Regions from separate parts of the Pan troglodytes genome. Here region 1 is linked to region 2. The links are chromatin contacts, called in public HiChIP or PLAC-seq maps. All regions are on one chromosome and are shown on one strand. The core of a region is the stretch at or near the end of the contact, and the rest is flanking DNA. Distances in the headings are between cores, read along the strand shown. Region 1 holds the start of IGF2BP3 (insulin like growth factor 2 mRNA binding protein 3). Region 2 holds the start of MALSU1 (mitochondrial assembly of ribosomal large subunit 1).

Region 1 (3,813 bases), core at 280-2,779, 160 kb before region 2:
GGATTCGCTTGGCAGGAAAGAAAAACCTGTAAGAAAGAACAGTTGCATTTAAAATGGATGATCTGACACCTTCCGGTTCCTTAACACAAAATTACAAAGTAAGTTCCCTTTAAAAGACAAAATGTAAATACTCTTTATATCATGCAACAATTCCCATGTTTAAGTCTACCATTCACCTTTTAAATGAAAAATACACATTTTAAAATGCTAACAACGGTTTTGATAGAGAAGCAAGGCTGTATCAATTACCGAAGATGTTTCCAGTGTAAATCATAATATTTCCTCTATTCAGGATACCTTTTTTCTACCAGTAAGAGTACCAAGTCATTAAAGATTCTTGTCTATATTTTCATGTTATATAGAATTTCTTTCACTTAAAAAATTAGAATTTTCTATCTTTTCCATAGAATACCTGTTAAAAATATACCTGTTAAAAACACACAAGTATCTGGTGCAAATGAAACCTTTGAGTGGAGTACACAATCTTTAAACGACAGTTGGAGATTCCACTAGAACCCCAGCACTGCCTTCGTTTCCGTATTGCTCGTCTCCAGTTCACATTTTGTTGGCCCACAAGGCTCCACCGGGCCCAAATCCTCCCCCGACAACCACCATTGTACTCATTACATATAAAGAAAATTATGTATGGCTCTCATGGCCAAATCCAGGCAGAAAAGAGGCAGAAAGAGACTCGAACAATTTTTCAAATGCGAATACCACCTAGGGGTAATGCACGACGGTCTTCCAGTTTTAAGTCTCAAGTTCTCCAACTAAAATTACTTAAATAAAAGTACCAGCCTACTCCACTCCTCCCCCTTTAAAAACTACAGGAAGAGAGGGTTTCCCTTTACCGACTTTTCCCACTTTGACTTCTCTCCTCCAGCGGCCCAGGCCCCCGACGACCCCAGCCCCTAGCCAGAAACCTCCGCCCCTGCACTCCCCTCCCCCACCAGTGGCCAAGCCCGCCCCCGGCCTCATTTATCCTGGAGCCTTTTCTGAATCGCGCAACCAATGGCAAACGCGAAGCCGAGAGCCACCGCGAGCGCAGGCGGAGGCGGAGGAGGTGTCGCCCAGACACCCGCCCAGGACGCTGCGGGATCCCATCCCCCACCACCCCGGGCCCGGGCCGCCCCCACTCGCGCGGTGCCCGGGGCCCGAGAAGGGCGCACGGGGTGGGGCGCGTCGTCCGCCTGTCTTGCCCCCACCGCCTGCCCCCCTCACCCACTCCCCCACCCCTCCTCGCAGCATTTCCGTCCATGCCAGCCTTAGAAACGTGCCTGCGGCTTTGCTGGGGTTACACTTCTAATGCCATTAAAGCCACCAGGCGAGTTCGGGATTGTGACTCTGGTTTTGTTGTTAATAACCTATTTTGAAAAATCGAATGATTAAAACTACGGTAACTAGAGCTGAGGAACTGCCTGTTAGTACCTCTGCCCATTTCCTCATTAAAAAAAAAAATCAATATTCCAGCCCTCCCTCCCAGGATCCGCCCAGACCAGATAACCCTTTAGAAACTCGAGTTGTGACCGTCAGCGCCCCGCTTGGTGCCGGCTGCGGTTCCTTTAGCATTTTCCTTCTTCCTCCTCCCCCTTCTCAGAGTCCCTCTCCCAATCTCGTTTCCCCTCCCCCTCTTCCTCTCGCTCGCTTTTTTCTCCGAAACCCACTCTAATTGAGGCTCTGGGATTCCTCACGTGAGACGTTGATTTGTAGTTTGAACACGTGGCTCATTCAAAAAGCCGGACACACGGAGCGGATTTTTTCCGCCTCCTGCGCCTTCCTCCCTCCTCCTCCTCCTCCTCCTCTCCCCTCCCTCCTGCCAGTCACCCTTCTGGGTTTTTTATGGGGAGGCGGCGCCTGCCTCACGTAGTGTGATATTTTCACAGTCCGCTGGCCGAAGCCAAAGGGGTTGGGAAGGAAGAGACAAAAAGTAGTTTTTTCCCCTCCTCCTCCTCCTTTCTCTTGCTAATCCCGCCTCCTCCTAAGACTTAGGAAGACTGGTGGATGCGTTTGGGTTGTAGCTAGGCTTTTTCTTTTCTTTCTCTTTTAAAACACATCTAGACAAGGAAAAAACAAGCCTCGGATCTGATTTTTCACTCCTCGTTCTTGTGCTTGGTTCTTACTGTGTTTGTGTATTTTAAAGGCGAGAAGACGAGGGGAACAAAACCAGCTGGATCCATCCATCACCGTGGGTGGTTTTAATTTTTCGTTTTTCTCGTTATTTTTTTTTAAACAACCACTCTTCACAATGAACAAACTGTATATCGGAAACCTCAGCGAGAACGCCGCCCCCTCGGACCTAGAAAGTATCTTCAAGGACGCCAAGATCCCGGTGTCGGGACCCTTCCTGGTGAAGACTGGTTACGCGTTCGTGGACTGCCCGGACGAGAGCTGGGCCCTCAAGGCCATCGAGGCGCTTTCAGGTGGGCCCGGGCCTGGCCCCACCCGGGCTCTCGCCCCAGCCCTGCACCGCCCGCCCAGGCCCACCGGGTGGCTCCGCGGGCCCCAGGCCCGGCGCGCTGGGGGAGCGGGGGTGAGGCCTGAGCGCCCACACCCACGCGCGTGGGGGCCGGGGCTCTCCTCAGCTCCGGCTCCCACTCCGGCCCGCGGCTCTGCTTCCCCGGCCGGGGTTTGCTGGGTGAGGGCGGACGCGCTGTCAAGAAAGCCCCGGCGCTGGCTAAGGGGGGCGCGGGGCTGGGGGAGGCGCGCTCCCCCGGCGCCCCGCCCGGGCCCAGGCGCGTGCTCCAGGCCCCGGCACGCTGGGCCTCGGGGCCGAGCTAGAATGCCCGCCTGTGCCTCGTTCCTTCCTGCTTTCCTCGGTCGTTATTTACGGCGCTGTCTGTGCTGCGCCCCGAAACCCCCGGCCGTGGAGAACGGAAAGTGGCCTCGACCGTGCTGCCGAGTGAGACCGCGAGGCTGGTGCTTCGCACAGGCGGCCCCGCGCTTCCTCCCCACCCTGTGGGAGGAGAGAGTGTGTGCCCGGTTTCCCCGTTCCACCTCCCCTGGTCCGACGAGCGATAGGGGCAGGTGGGCGGGGGCGGCTGGTCGCCTGGAAGGGAGTCGCCGCCACGCACCGGCCGCCCGCCGCTCTCCGGGCCCTGGCGCGGGGCTGCGGCCTCCGGGTATGGCTCCGCCAGGGCGAGGGACGGTGCCGGGCGGAGCAGGACGCCCAGGGGGAAGGCTGCGTTGGGGTCCCCATGGGAGCCCCGTGCCTTTCGGCTTCCCTTTTAATCAATTCAGACGTGGTGCGGGCGCCTCGCCGTCCTTCGCGCCTGGTTCAGCCTGTGCCGAGCTGCGCCTCTGCCAGTTCTCCCGTTCGTGGTCTCCCCTGCCGTCCCCGACCCTTTCCCGCCACTCCCTGTCTTCCTCAAGCCCACCGCTGAGTGTTCCCGGCGGGTCTGGGCTGAAGCAGAGGGCAGGGCCAGGGCGCCCCCTCCTGAAGAAAGCCAGGGGAGCCCCCTGCCCCGAGTCTGCCCTGTGGAGCGTGTCCAGGGCGGTGAGAGGGTGGGCCGCGTCCCTCTTGCGGGCCTCGTGGTGTTGGTGGCCCCCAGGGGTGGGTGGGGGAGGCTTGGAGACTGGACTGATACCCAAGTAGTGGGCCCGCCAGCGGCCCCTGCTCCCCAACCATCTGCGAGTTAAATGCCCACGCCGCTCGAGGGGGTCGGCTTCTCCCTCCGCCTGGAGCCGCGTCCGGGCCTCGGGGGCCCTTCGAGGGCCTCAGGAGGCCATTTGTGTCGCCGCTTGGGCAGTGCGGGTCTTCGGGCAGGGAGAGCCGCTGAACTCGGCCGACCGTCTCACTTCTTGTGTGTCCGCAGG
Region 2 (4,107 bases), core at 523-3,022:
CAAAGTAATCTGTATATCTCATTTCTGGAGGAACCTGGATCACACAAATGTCTCTTGCATTTTCTTGCCTCAGAAGTGAAACCATCATATCGATGTCAAACTTGGGACCAGTATGATCTGAAATGCACAAATAGTTGTTTGTATCAGGATGGCCAAGCAGATAGACGTGTATGCACCCAGAGATGCCGGCAGCTGACTGTTCCTCCATGAGGGTGTTTAGATCCAAAGTGTTTTTACAGATAGCAGGGTAAAGGCCTCCTGGAAGGTGAACCTGGGCAGTAGTATCATAGCACCGCTCAACTTTTATGGTCAGGGTGCTCAGATTACGCAGAGCCACTATACATCCTTCGCTATTAACCATATGCAAGTAGAACCAGACACCAGTGACAAATGACTTTCTACTGACTAATACTTAAAAGGAGCAATACACCACAATCACAGAAATGCTGTGCAAAGAAAAACAGCACCACAAAATGGGTAGGAGGTGATATCCTGGAGCATATTAAATTGAATCTCAGTCATAACGGGTCACAGAATTGTGAGCTGGAAGGGCTCTTAGGTAGTATCTGGTCCACAACCTTCAGTTGAGAGATGAAGAAACTGAGGCCTAGGAGAATTACTGTGGCCTAAGATCAGTCACTGAAAGAGCTACATTTTTGAGTAATTATTATTTTGAACCTTCCAGTTTTCATATAAAACCACCGGGTTATTAACAACTGTTACCTATGAAAATCTAATTTTTTTTCCCGTAAAGATTTAGATATTCTGATCTTCAGCTTGGAGTATTACAGGCTGTAAATTTAAAAGCTCGCCCAAGTTCTAAAGCCGACTCCAAAGGACCTAGCAGCTAAGCCCACTAAGGCCTCTCCCTCTCATACTCTACATTCTTAGATGTGATTTACCATTCTTAAGTTTCTAAAAACGTCAGCAATAACGAGAGGATATTAACTTGGACCCATCTCCTACTGGCGCTTCCTAGGCACCCCTTCGCACCCAGACCCTGGCTCCTCAGAATCCTCAAGCCCCAACAGTCCCCACAAACCCATTTCCCAGGATCCTAGGAAGAGGGTAAAAGGAAGTGAGGACGGTGAGACTGTGATGCCAAGGGTGGGAGGTGGCCGTCCGGGAGGCTGGGATTTTGCAGTTCATCTCTTGCCCTCAATTTCTTCACTGTGAAACGGGAAGGTTGGCGCCAACAACCTTTGAAGTCCCTTCCAGCTCTGGATGTGCAGGAGTTTTGTGACTCCAAAAGAAATGCACATAGAGGGGAACCCTGAGCCACCTTGGCTGGGACCTGACTCCAGACTGCCCGGAGAGGGTCGCCTTCGTTCTTCTCCACGCCCGTACCTGCCGCGTCCGATTCTGGGCGTCCCTCGTTGACCGTCCCCTCCGCCCGCTCCTCCAGCCCAGGCTCGCTGTGCAGGCCGCGGACAAAGTTTGGGGTCTGGCAAGCCCGGCAGAACGCTGCTCCCACGGGAAGCCGCTGCACGGCCAGCAGCCGAAGCCCGGGCTCGGCTCCAACCGCGGACCCCGCCACCGAGGAAACCGCCCTGCGCCACATTAGTGGGGCGAGCAGCCGCGCCACACGGCCGCCCGGCCCCATAGCAGCAGCCTTGCGTCGGCGTCGCAGGTGGGTGGTACTTCATGGAGCCCGGCCGGGAAATTCTACGTCGATGCGTGGGCGGAGTCAAGGCCTGAAGGACGGACCATGGGCGGAGTCTGCAGCCCGTGAAGACTGCAGTGACCCGGAAGAGCTACTTGGGGATTAGGGCGTGCGGGAATAAAGAACTGGTGTTGCTTGCCCACCTTGCTTTGCTTTGTGTCGCAGTAGCGCATTACGTGTCACTTTTTTTTTTGGACTCTGTCCACTAATGTAAGGCTCATGAAGGCAATAATTTTTGTTTCATTTTTAACTGTTCTCTCCACAGCACCTAAAACAGTTCCTGGTACTGAATGTCCAGAAGTTGCTGTTAATCTGATTAGGCTGGGATTAGGACATATAATCTACCCTCTCTCATTACCAAAAAATATTCAAGATTCCCTTGCAAATTTGAAATTGCACGAGGAAAATCTGTTATCCTGGGCTAGAGTGGGGTGGGAGGCAGAGGTGTAAAGGACCATTTGGAAACCGTTCTTAGGTCAGCCCATCATCTACACTCCCTGTATGGAGGAGTTTACGCCCAGGGGCGGTACTGTGGGGACCAGCTCTGTAAGAATAAGGAATTCTGAGGTGCCAGCTGCGGTATTAAGTCACAGGACTTGAGAACTGCGATAGATCCCTGGCACGGGTGGGGGGTGGGGGGTTTTGGGGGCGTGGGACGCGGCAGGGAAGCAACTTGCCCAGGTCATACACTTACTGACTGCGTCAGAATCAGAAGCCAGTTTCTGGCTTCTGAACTCCAGGCCTGCTAACTGCTGAAAGGAAGGCTTCATAAAGAGCAAATATTTCAAATGCCTGAAACAATGCCAGACACATAGCAGGCACTCCAAAAATGTTTGCTACATTATTTTAAATAATTCCAAGCACTAATTTTGGGAAGTTTTTTAAAAATAGAGAAATTAAGCATTTGTGTATATCACACCAGATATGTACAACCACTTCAAGTTATTTTTGAAAAGAAGAAAAACATTACAGATTAAGTTTCCTCTGTCCAATTTTAGCCCCATCCTCAATTCCATTTTTCCATAGGCATGAACTTGGCTTTTCTCCCAGCTTCTGGCATCCATTCCGTGTTCCCACCCTTCTCTGAACATCCCAGACCTGCTTTACCACCTGTATTTGCCAGCTCATTTAATGGGTCATTATCCCTTCAAAACTCCCAAACCCTAGACTTCATTCAGTCCAGGATCTTCATACAACAAACGAATCTGTTGTCAAAATCCTGCTTATGTGACCTCCAAAATGTTTCTGTGAGTTCAGCTTCTTGTCTTCATTTCCACTGTTTCTTCCTTAGTCCAAACCCTCATTAGTTCTTGCCTAATTACAGAGACTGCCTCCTACCTGGCTTTCCTGTCTCCAGTCTGTTTCTACTCTTTTCATCCTCCATGCTGCCCTTCTATCAGCTAGAATCATTTTCGCTTTATCTGCTTTTTGCTGTTTTTCAAACTCACCATACCCTTTTTTATTTTTATTTTTTAAAGAGATGGGGTCTTACTCTTGTCACCCAGACTGGAGTACAGTCACACAATCATAGCTAACTACATCCTCAAACTCCTGGGCTCAAGTGGTGCTCCTGCCTTAGCCTCCCAATTAGCTAGGACTACAGGCATGTGGAACCATGGCCAGCTAATTTTTGTTTTTAATTTTTTTAAAGACAGGATCTCACTATGTTGCCCAGGCTGGTTTCAAACTCCTGGCCTTAAGCAATCTACCCCACTGCAGCTGTGAGTACAGGCACAAGCCACCATGCCTGGCAACCTCACCATATCCTTTCAATGCCAAGCTTTGCATATACTTTTTTTTTTGAGATGGAGTCTCGCTCTGTCACCCAGACTGGAGTGCAGTGGCACCACCTCGGTTCACCGCAACCTTTGCCTCCAGCGTTCAAGCAATTCTCCTGCCTTGGCCTCCCAAATAGCTGGGATTACAGGCACGTGCCACCACCCCCAGCTAATTTTTGTATTTTTAGTAGAGACGGGGTTTCACCATGTTGGCCAGGCTGGTCTCAAACTCCTGACCTCAAGTGATCCACCCGCCTCAGCCTCCCAAAGTGTTGGGATTACAGGTGTGAGCCACCGTGCTTGGCCACTACTCTTTTTAGAGCACCCTTTTCCCATTTTTTCATATGACAAACTCAGACTCACTCTGTAAGACATACCTTAAGCATTAAGATATCTCCCCCTACTCTCTCAGATGGCCCCTCAGAAACCCCTCATCCCTTTGTTCATAAATGTCTTTAACATTTATGTTTGACTGCATGATACCCCACTAGAAAAGACTTAGATTTAATTCCACCTCTTCTGTTTATTAGCAGTGTACTATTGAAGTTCTTAATCTGAGCCTCAGTTTCCTCATCTGTAAAATGAGGGAATGATACCTTCTTCACAGAGTCTCGAAAAATTGGATAAAATATGCAGCACAAATTATATACCATAGTGCTTGGCATG

What was found. HiChIP or PLAC-seq counts read pairs in DNA pulled down with a chosen protein or histone mark.
Region 1: an H3K4me3 HiChIP or PLAC-seq map of stem cell-derived excitatory neurons shows a contact between it and region 2, with 4 times the contacts expected there. The contact joins the promoter of IGF2BP3 here to the promoter of MALSU1 in region 2. A contact is called at or near these places in 1 of 7 Hi-C or Micro-C datasets (stem cell-derived neural progenitor cells) and 1 of 1 datasets of contacts at active chromatin or transcription factors (stem cell-derived excitatory neurons).

What each region holds. Positions count from the first base shown.
Region 1 is chr6:29,288,314-29,292,126 of NHGRI_mPanTro3-v2.0_pri, reverse strand. It overlaps IGF2BP3 (insulin like growth factor 2 mRNA binding protein 3), which reads left to right and starts at 1,529. Exons shown (of 15, transcript XM_001157593.7): 1 at 1,529-2,420; 2 at 3,813. The coding sequence starts at 2,246.
Region 2 is chr6:29,123,491-29,127,597 of NHGRI_mPanTro3-v2.0_pri, reverse strand. It overlaps MALSU1 (mitochondrial assembly of ribosomal large subunit 1), which reads right to left and starts at 1,772. Exons shown (of 4, transcript XM_001157652.5): 1 at 1,348-1,772; 2 at 1-117. The coding sequence starts at 1,603.